Regions from separate parts of the Sus scrofa genome. Here regions 1 and 3 are each linked to region 2. The links are chromatin contacts, called in public HiChIP or PLAC-seq maps. All regions are on one chromosome and are shown on one strand. The core of a region is the stretch at or near the end of the contact, and the rest is flanking DNA. Distances in the headings are between cores, read along the strand shown.

What was found. HiChIP or PLAC-seq counts read pairs in DNA pulled down with a chosen protein or histone mark.
Region 1: an H3K27ac HiChIP or PLAC-seq map of alveolar macrophages shows a contact between it and region 2. The contact joins two enhancer-like sites. A contact is called at or near these places in 1 of 47 Hi-C or Micro-C datasets (blood) and 2 of 2 datasets of contacts at active chromatin or transcription factors (alveolar macrophages and skeletal muscle).
Region 3: a contact with region 2 is called in an H3K27ac HiChIP or PLAC-seq map of alveolar macrophages. The contact joins two enhancer-like sites. A contact is called at or near these places in 1 of 47 Hi-C or Micro-C datasets (embryonic fibroblasts) and 1 of 2 datasets of contacts at active chromatin or transcription factors (alveolar macrophages).

What each region holds. Positions count from the first base shown.
Region 1 is chr1:29,545,117-29,548,361 of Sscrofa11.1, forward strand. No RefSeq gene overlaps it. Among named protein-coding and RNA genes, the nearest start is that of SGK1, 200 kb to the right of the region's middle. Within about 2 kb of position 1,540, at least 2 of the 83 cell types and tissues checked have an H3K27ac peak or open chromatin away from gene starts, as enhancers often do. A contact at or near this core is called in alveolar macrophages, where this site is marked.
Region 2 is chr1:29,300,484-29,303,624 of Sscrofa11.1, forward strand. No RefSeq gene overlaps it. Among named protein-coding and RNA genes, the nearest start is that of ALDH8A1, 240 kb to the left of the region's middle. Within about 2 kb of position 1,763, at least 3 of the 83 cell types and tissues checked have an H3K27ac peak or open chromatin away from gene starts, as enhancers often do. A contact at or near this core is called in alveolar macrophages, where this site is marked.
Region 3 is chr1:29,515,613-29,518,699 of Sscrofa11.1, forward strand. No RefSeq gene overlaps it. Among named protein-coding and RNA genes, the nearest start is that of SGK1, 230 kb to the right of the region's middle. Within about 2 kb of position 1,554, at least 5 of the 83 cell types and tissues checked have an H3K27ac peak or open chromatin away from gene starts, as enhancers often do. A contact at or near this core is called in alveolar macrophages, where this site is marked.

The DNA of each region.
Region 1 (3,245 bases), core at 290-2,789, 240 kb after region 2:
ATACATCTGAAAATACCTCCCCACTAGATCACTTCATTATTTGGAGCAAAACCCCATAAATTCTTAGGGAAATTTAAACTGCTCTCTTGCATAATGAAAATCTTGCTTAGATGCCCTTATAGAAATGGACTCCTTTTCTTTTATTTATTTATTTATTTAGTTAGTTATTGATTAATTCATTTATTCATTCATTTATTTATTTATCAAATCTATTATTAAACAGAGTGCCAGATCACTATTCTACTGAAATGTTCAAATTATCAGCTAAGTTTCTTAGTCTGAATAACAGTCATTCCTACAATGTCAAAAACTCAAGAGAAGTTACTATGACACACTACCGTCAACCATTCAAAGTTTGAACTTGCCTTGGACTATGTTTATGCTTACAGTCACTGTACAGTGATAACAGCCAATAGATATCAATCCCTTACTCTAGGGGGCACTATGCTAGACATTTTCCAGACAGCTTCTCATTTAATCCTTACAAGTCTGGGATGTAGGCATTACTTTCAAAATTTTACATGAGATAAATTCTTAGGAAGATGATATAAATATTCCTCAGTTACCAAAATAATATTTTTAATATTGTCAAGCATGTTGAAATCATTATTATAAATCTATTATAGATTTAGTAGTAATTGAACTAGATATTTTACATTTGCTGAAGTCCATGGATGTTAGAGTGATGATATACCTAATTTGTTCAGACTATTCAAGTTCTTTGGCTACAAACAAGAGAAATAGATTCTGGTTAACTTTGGTGAAACTAAAACATATTGGAAGGGCATGGAGTAGCTCATAGAATCATAGGGGAAAAAAATCTGGATTATTGAAAGGATAAAAAACACAAAAATTCCCAACATCTAGGTAGTAGGAACTAATATGCCAGTTTCTTCAGGAAAATATCACTGAGAGGATCCATTCTGGTCACTTCCTTTGAGCAGGGCTCACAATTTGAATTTCTGGGCGGGTAAACTTGATCGGCCAAGCTTGGGCCATATGCCTTACTATTTTTCAAAAGGATGTCAGGGATCTCGATTATTGGCAGAAAGTAAGGAAAGAGGATTTCCTTAAGGGAAAAAGAAGGTTCATTTTCCAGAAGATGGGGAAGGGGAACTTAGGCTAACAAAAACATTAGTTGTCCACAGCAGTGCGTGACAGAGCTGAAATTTCAACCTCAATCCACCCTAGGTCTTTTGCTTTTAACCATTTTCCTAATTTCTTCAATCATTCATTAGTAAAATAATCCCAGTGTAGCTAAGTGATTACAAAGTGATTATTATAAATATATGATAATTATTGCATAGGGCATGGTAGAGCTGCGTACAAATTCCATGATTAATACCAGCACTCACAAAAAGTCTCAAGGGAATCCAGTGGCAGGTCTTGCTGATGATTTTGGCATCTTGTTTGCTGGTCTCCTTTGTGCCATGGCCTGATTTGGGGGAAATTCTATTAGCAGCCAGACTGGTCTAATCAACCAAATGTGAGTTGTCTTAGTTCTCAATTCAATTGTAGAAGTGTGCACTTCCTTTTTCCATCCATCTGACATCAGAAAATTAACATTATTTCTACACTTAGTATCATTGAGCAGTTTCATACGTGGTTTACTGTTTCGCTTATGGTTTACTGTCATCAGCTTTGGGAAACAAAATATCCACTCATATTTTAAAATTTCCAAGATCATTTTCCATGTAAAGTCTATTTTTCCACAAAATTTCCATAGTTTTTATAAATGTGTAAAAAGTTTATAACAGGTTATAAAATTTTGCTTTTTAAGTTAAAGGTAGGTTTCAGATTGTAAAGTAGCTATCTGAAAATCCTTTTGATATTTTAAAACCCTCATCATTCAAGACCTTAATTCTCCAAAGCTGTGACATATTATTTTGAAATGCCCAAAGAATTCACTTGGAACTGTAAAACCAGGCTTCTTCTTTTCTTATAAAATATTTTGTATGTTTTAGTACCTCTTGATCCTGGTGAGTAAAACTAAATCATTAAAATCTAGCAAAGAAAAAAAAGAATTAAAGAATGAAAGGAAGGAGAGAAGAAAGGAAGAGAGGAAAGAAAAAAGGGAGTAAGAAAGGAAGGGAGGAAGGGACGCAGGAAGAAGCAAAGAAAAGAAAAAATACACAAGAATTATTCTTCAGTAGTTCCCCTTGTGGCTCAGCAGGCTGTGAACCTGACTAGTATCCTTGAAGTTGCGTGTTCAATCCCTGGCCCCACTCAGTGGGTTAAAGATCTGGTGTTGCCATGAGCTGTGGTGTAGGTCACAGACTTGGCTCAGATCCTGTGTTGCTGTGGCTGTGACATAGGCCTCAGCTGTAGCTCCAATTCAACCTCTAGCCTGAGAACTTGCATATGCCACAGGTGCAGCCCTGAAAACCAAAAAAACAAACAAAAGAATTATTCTTCAGTTTTCAGTACCAATTATTGAACCTGTCAGGATGTGAAGTAGAGCACACATTTATACACACACAGTCTCAGTTGATGGCAAAGATAATCACTTCTAAAAATAAATGTAAGTTTGTGAAGGAAATGAAAGGATAAAGAAAAAAAAAAAAAAAGGAACCATGACATTACTGCAACAAAATGGACTCTGGCTCTGGTACTGTAAAGAATTTAGCAGGAATCCATTTGTTGTTTTTAAAAGGGCTTCTGAAGGTTCAGCTGGACTTAGGAGCACAGGGGCTAAGGCTGTTGCTCTAGACTCTGGGAGCTCCAGCCTCAGCTCTGCTGTTGAATAGCTATAGGCTCCAAATCAAATCCTGCCACATTATTTCTGTGGGCCCCAGTTTCTCATGTATAAAACAGGGATAATAAAACCACCTACCACTCTGTGTGGGAGATAAACTTCCAATGTACTCAGAATGGTGCCTGCACTTTGTATTATTATTATTATTATATGTATGTATGTGTGTGTATGGAACTATGAAAAGTATGTTGTAGAAACAATATTTACCGACATGAGGAAATGTTTGTTATAAAATAGTATATACAGCATGAGTCTGTTTTTTGTAAGCTATATATTCATTAACAATGGAAGTATGTGTAATATACTGTGAACAATAATTATCTCTGAGTGGTATGGTTACCTTTGAGTGATAGAATTATGAGTGATATTTACTTTTTTTTTTTTTTTCGGTCTTTTTGCCATTTTCTTGGGCCACTCCTGCAGCATATGGAGGTTCCCAGGCAAGGAGTCTAATCAGAGCCTAGCTGCCTGCCTACACTAGAGCCACAAC
Region 2 (3,141 bases), core at 513-3,012:
AAGGTAAGAGCGTGTCTTTTTGTACACTGTCATTTAGGTAATGTGTAGTACATAGCAACGTTCTGATTCCCATTAGAAAATGGAATATTTTGAGTTTGCAAAAGAATCTTAGAACTTTCATGATAGTTTCAAAGGTACATGTATGTGAAGCTTATGACTTCTACCCCGCTCTACTTGTCATGACAACAAAAAGGCTTTGAGGCTGCTTTTCTGTTTTCTTGACTTAAAAACTGTTAGTCCATCAAAATATAAGCTCCATAAGAAAGAAACTAAACAGGAGTTCCCATCGTGGCTCAGTGGTTAATGAATCCGACTAGGAACCATGAGGTTGCAGGTTCAATCCGTGGCCTTGCTCAGTGGGTTAAGGATCTGGCGTTGCCATGAGCTGTGGTGTAGGTTGCAGATGCAGCTCGATCCTGTGTTGCTGTGGCTCTGGTGTAGGCTGGCGGCTACAGCTCTGATTTGACCTCTAGCCTGAAAACCTCCATATGCCTCTGAAGCAGCCCAAGAAATGGCAAAAAGCCAAAAAAAAAAAAGAAAGAAAGAAAGAAAGAAACTAAACAAAACTTGTGTCTATTTCTCCAACATATCCCTAGCCTGCTGCATGATGACTGATGCATAGAGCAGGGACTGTATCCGTATCAGTTGCATGAATGAAAGTTTTAAATTCCACACACTCTGAAGCACACTCTGTTTGGTCAGAAAAAAAGTCATGCTCTAAACTACTCAAGCCGTAGTTTCCTTTTTCAAATGACAACGGGGTACTGAGACAGTTCCCTGAGCTCAGTTAGCTTCTGACTCAGTGAACTACCAGAGGTCTCCTCCTTAGGACTGACTGAGTTGGCCGGGATCAGAAGCACACGTTCAGACACCAGCTGAGAACACAGTTTTCAAGACGACCTAGAGGGGATGAGGTGGTTTAAAAGCTGAAGCTCTAAGGGTGTTGCTTACCCTGCAGCCATACATACATGCCTCTACTGGCTAAAGCAATCGTGACACCGTGTAATACTGTGCTGTCATTAGAAAAGATGACACAGGAGGACACTGAATGACATGGGAAAATGGGGTACATAACATCAGGGAGAGTACGTTCCCATGTTAGCTAAAGGAAATATAGAGATGTCTATTCTTATGAGGCACAGACCCAGAAGAGATACACTAAAGTGTTAACACCCTCTCTGGGTGAAGTGACTATGAGTATGTTTTAAAAATTTCTTCTCTTCGCTTATTTTTCTGTCAAAAATGTTTTTAAAAAGATAAACAAGAATTGGAAGGCTTGTTTCTGTGACTATTACATAATGCTTATTTGCCACCTTATCAAATCAAGGCAGTTGTTTTTCTTTAACCAAAATTTTTTCTACAACACAATGCTTTAAAAAAAAAAAAGAGGGAAGGGATAATCTATGTTCCCAAAGCCAGAGAACTAACAAACAAGCCTCTCATTACCCAAGGAACTGGCAAAATAGGCCAGGTAGATTGTCCCTCCATGAAAGTGTTGATAACGGTGACCTACCTGGCTATTATGCTGACAAGCTCTGGTGGCAGGAAAATAGATGTAATTATAAGAATTTTTGACAGTTATGCAGTAGTTTTCTTCACAGAACTGACACGTTTTGTGTAAAAATATTTGACTTTGCTTAAAAATCTCCCGCTGGTACAGAGGAGAAGCTGCATATTTCATGAGCATTCAGATCAGGGATAAGCAACATGGGAACAAATGTTGCAGCATTGAGACCACGCATATCTTAAGCTGGTCACATGCACATTAAGTGGCTTTCTAGAACCAGAGAAATGCTGGATTGCTTCATGGTGTGTAGTCCTTACTGCTTTACAAAAGTAACGAAACCTTTAGTTGTGACGTCTGGCTCTTGATCATTACGAACCATGAAGAATTATATCCTGGAACTTCCCGTTGGGCATAAAGGGTGACCACTTCATTGGAAATAGCAGAAAAGCAGCTAGAGAATGACTTTGGGCAGCTCCACCTTAGGAGACCACATGCAATTAGTGGCTTGGGAAAAATCCATGTCCCCACCATAGAATTGGTACATGGACATAGCACCATCCTGGCACAGAAAATTTCCCCAAAATATTTGTTAAACAAGTGGATGTGTTGTACAAATGTCCAGATAGAGAGGCATACTGCAAACTCACACGTCAATCTCCCCTAACCTACTTGCTTCATGTAAATTAATCAAAATTAATCCACCTCTACCTCTCTATGTAGTTCCTATATAGCACTGCTGAAGGTAGGTCTGAAGTTTCTCTTTTCTCTAGAAAAATACCTAAGAATTTTGTCTCTAGATATTATTTGCTTAATTCGAATGGCAAAATAAAAATGAATACACAGAAGTCAACACAACACATGTACAGGCAAACTTTTGCAGTTTAAGAGCATAATTTTTGTTAAAAGGTACACATGAACACACACACACACACAGAGCATTAACTGGTCCCCGTACATAAATAGCAAACTTCTAGAGTCTGTAATAAGCTGTCGTTTCTTTGGTATTTTTAAAAATAATATCTGAACCTACTAAAATAATTCTCTTTGTTCTCCTCCTCCTCTGCTTTCTCACTATTTTAAAGCAATTACTAAATAGAACTTGAACCCAGAGAAGATGATAAAAGAGGGCAAGTAGAAAGAACCTGACTATTATGAAGCATCTATTGTGTGCCAGGCACATTTAATACTTCTTTAGGCATTTACATTTAATATTTCTTTTAATCCTCAAAAACCCTTGCCCAGTAGATATCATTAACACTATTTTATGCACCAGGAAATATATTCAGAGAGAACAAGAGATCTGCACAAACTCAAGTAACTGATCAATGATTGAGCAGGGCTGGGACTCAAGTCTGAGAAGCTCGGAGTTTTCACTGCATCACTGTCAATAATGTAGAAATATTCCTGCTCCCTGACAGAAGATTATTATAATTTGGAAAACCATTTAATCCATGGTGTCTTCCCTCGCCTCCTCCTATTTGACTGTGGTGTCAGATTTTGACACCAAGTGTCCCCTGGAGTTTGAAATAGAAAAGGACTGTGGCTTGGACAACTCACTGGCTGACTCGAGCCTTGGTTGGGCCAGAATTCTTATTTAGTTCCCTTCCTCTTCTCAGTTTCAGGTTGCAACCTGT
Region 3 (3,087 bases), core at 304-2,803, 210 kb after region 2:
TTTCTGGTGCCCAGTGCGCCACATCCTCATTTGCAAGCTCTAGCCCCTTGAGGCTGGAGTGCTACCTCGATCAGACCTTGAATCTTCTCAGAGACTAGAGTCCTGCTCTGAGCCCACTCCCGCTGCCTAATGACAGAGTCTCCCAAAGCAAAACTCCTAGTTTCTGAATTCACCTGCTTCTGAAGTCTTTCCTGTTCCGCAAGCTACTTGCTTACCTACACGTCCTGCACAGTGGCATTTGCATCCCTCTAGCAACAACTCAGGTCCAGAGGTTCTGAAATTTCCGCGTGCATCAGAATCCCTGGAGGGCTGTTAACAGATTGCTGACCTCCAGCTCTGATTTTCAGGGAGAAAAAGATCATGTGTGGATCCGGAAGGGCCTTTATAAGTTGTCAAGGGCAACTTAGAGCTTCAGAGCAGCCCCATCAGGAAATGCCATTCTCTTCCTCTTATACCCTGCACTACATTAACATGGCTAATTGACCTCAGCGCTGAGGTGATGGTGGATTTGCCTCCATCCAATGAAGGGCAGGGTTCCTGCCTGGAGAACTGGGTAGGCGCCCATATTTCATGTGTCTATTCATCCTGGGAGTCTCCAGCAGCTTGGAGGAGAGCTTCATACCTAACACCTTTTTTTTTTTTTTTTTTTGGCTGCCCCATGACATATGGAGTTCCAAGGCCAGGGATCACTGAGCCACAGTTGCAACCTATGCTGCAGCTGTGGCAATGCCAGATCCTTAACCCAGTGTGCCGGGCTGGGCCGGGCTGGGCCGGGCATGGAACCTATGTCCCAGTGCTCCAGAGATGCTGCCAATTCCATTGCACCATAGCAGTGGGAATTCCCACATTGTATTTCTCTGAGATGGGGGAAGGAAGTGGAGGTGGTTTGGGGTGTACAGATTTGTTCAGGAAAATCCAGTTTTCAAACATAGCATGTGCTCTAATCCACCAGCACAGACCTTAAGAACATGTGTATTCCTTGGGGTCTATGAGTGAACAGAACAGGCATGGATTGAAACTTGCTGCCTTGTTCTGCTGCCTTCTCCCCTGTGATCAATCATTGTATAACGTTGTCTCAACGTTGTTGTCATTAGGAAACTGTTATTCACCAAACCCTTTCAGGTACATGGCTCACAGTAGCCCATGTAAATAATAATACCTTATTGAAATAACTTAATTGAGGCTTGCTGGTTATTTTAACACTCTCAGATATGAGGTGCTATGTATCTTTTCTTTTCCTCTTCTGAGAGAGGCACAGAAATGAAGAGATGTGGAGCTAAAGGACAGAGATCTTGGAAAATGAATTTTCTTTTGCAACACTGAATGTGTATCTGCTAAACATGCTGAGCATCTTTTAGAAAAGCCAATGCAATGGTTTTAGAAGTTCAAAAACACCCTGCTCAGCAATGTCTGCCTGTGACCTTTGTGTCCTGGCTTAAGGTCGGCAAGTAGCCAAGAGTTGAGAAAACTGATCTAACTAAGCTCTCTTTCTGGAAGGAAGAGGAAGGGTTTAGAACACATTTATATGTCTTCAGAGCCAGGGCAGGGAAGATGGGTGGTGTGAGTAGGAAGAAGACTTAAGACCAGAGAGAGGGAGGAGCCTAAGGGCAGCAGGAAAACACCCACCCATCTATGTAGGCGGCTGCTCTTCTTTTTTTTTTTTTTTTTCTCATGTGACTGCAGCATATGGAATTTCCCAGGCTAGGGGTCCAATCAGAGCTGCAGCTGCAGGCCTTTGCCGCAGCCATGGCAACACCAGATCCAAGCCACATCTGCAAACTCGGCTGCAACATGTGGCAACGTGGGATCCTTTACCCCCTTAAATCAGGGGTGGAACCCTCATCCTCACGGACACTATGTCAAGTTCTCAACCCACTGAGCCACAACGGGAACTCTGGTGGCTGCTGTTACTGCAAAGAATTCATTGCTGTTTAGGGCTGTGGCCCCCTATCTTTCTAGCTTCTCTAAAAAGCCAGGATATAAAATTTGATTTTTCATTGTTGATCATTAAAAAAATAATGGCCTAAAGAAAACACGCTAAAAATAAAAACAACATAAAATGAAAAACACTTAAAAAAACACTAAATAAAATTAATATTGTCGGTCCCTGTGAGTTCAGGTCAGGAACTCTAAGAATAGAAACCCATTATTCTGAAAATAAGAGACACCAGGAATATATCTAGTCACTTATGATGGAGCATGATGGAGGATAATGTGAGAAAAAGAATGTATACATGCATGTGTGACTGGGTCACCTTGCTGTACAGTAGAAAATTGACAGAACACTGTAAACTAGCTACAATGGAAAAAATAAAAAATCATTTAAAATAAATAAAATAAAAATAAAGAGATCCATGAATGAACTATTTCTAGTCTTAAAATGTAAAATACCTCTTCCAGGATAGAAGTTGATTGGGGATATAGGTTACAGGGGATATAGGCTATGTGGCCTATGCTGAGAGCATTGCTCTTCTAAGCTTACTTTTCTCGGAGGTGTTTGCTCTGATCCAGCCTCTGTGCTTCACCCCTTTTTATCTATGAAGAGCACAGATGCCATTTACACCTTCGCTTCTAATGTATTTTTCAGACTGAAAAGTAAAACACCCTTACCTCCTATTTGGTTAGGTTTGTTAGGCAAAAATAGGTCTATTTTTCATCACCACTTGCACAAACCATTTTATTAATAATTTATCACAACGTTCCATAGCAGAGATAAAGCAGACGCCTACATGTCCATTATGTGTTCAGGGACGCTGCAGTGCCTTTCATTTCCCTGCACCCGCTGTCACCTGCCCTCTGCCATCTCTCTAAGGTCTGCATTTTCTATGATGCTGCCTGTTTAACTTTCGCTTCACATTACAAGCTGCCTGGCTAGGTTACGGCCACACAGGGAAAGGAGATGGATACAGCTTATCATGACCCCATTTTCACCCCTGTCCCCACATCCCAGGGCCTTGCACCATGACATGGAGCAGAGAAATCCCCAGTCCCTGATGAATCAGGAACCTCTTTGCTGGTCTTGGCTCCGCCACTTACTAGGCTAGAAAATGAGGCAATCTGGGGCCGAGTCTCCTTATTTATTATATG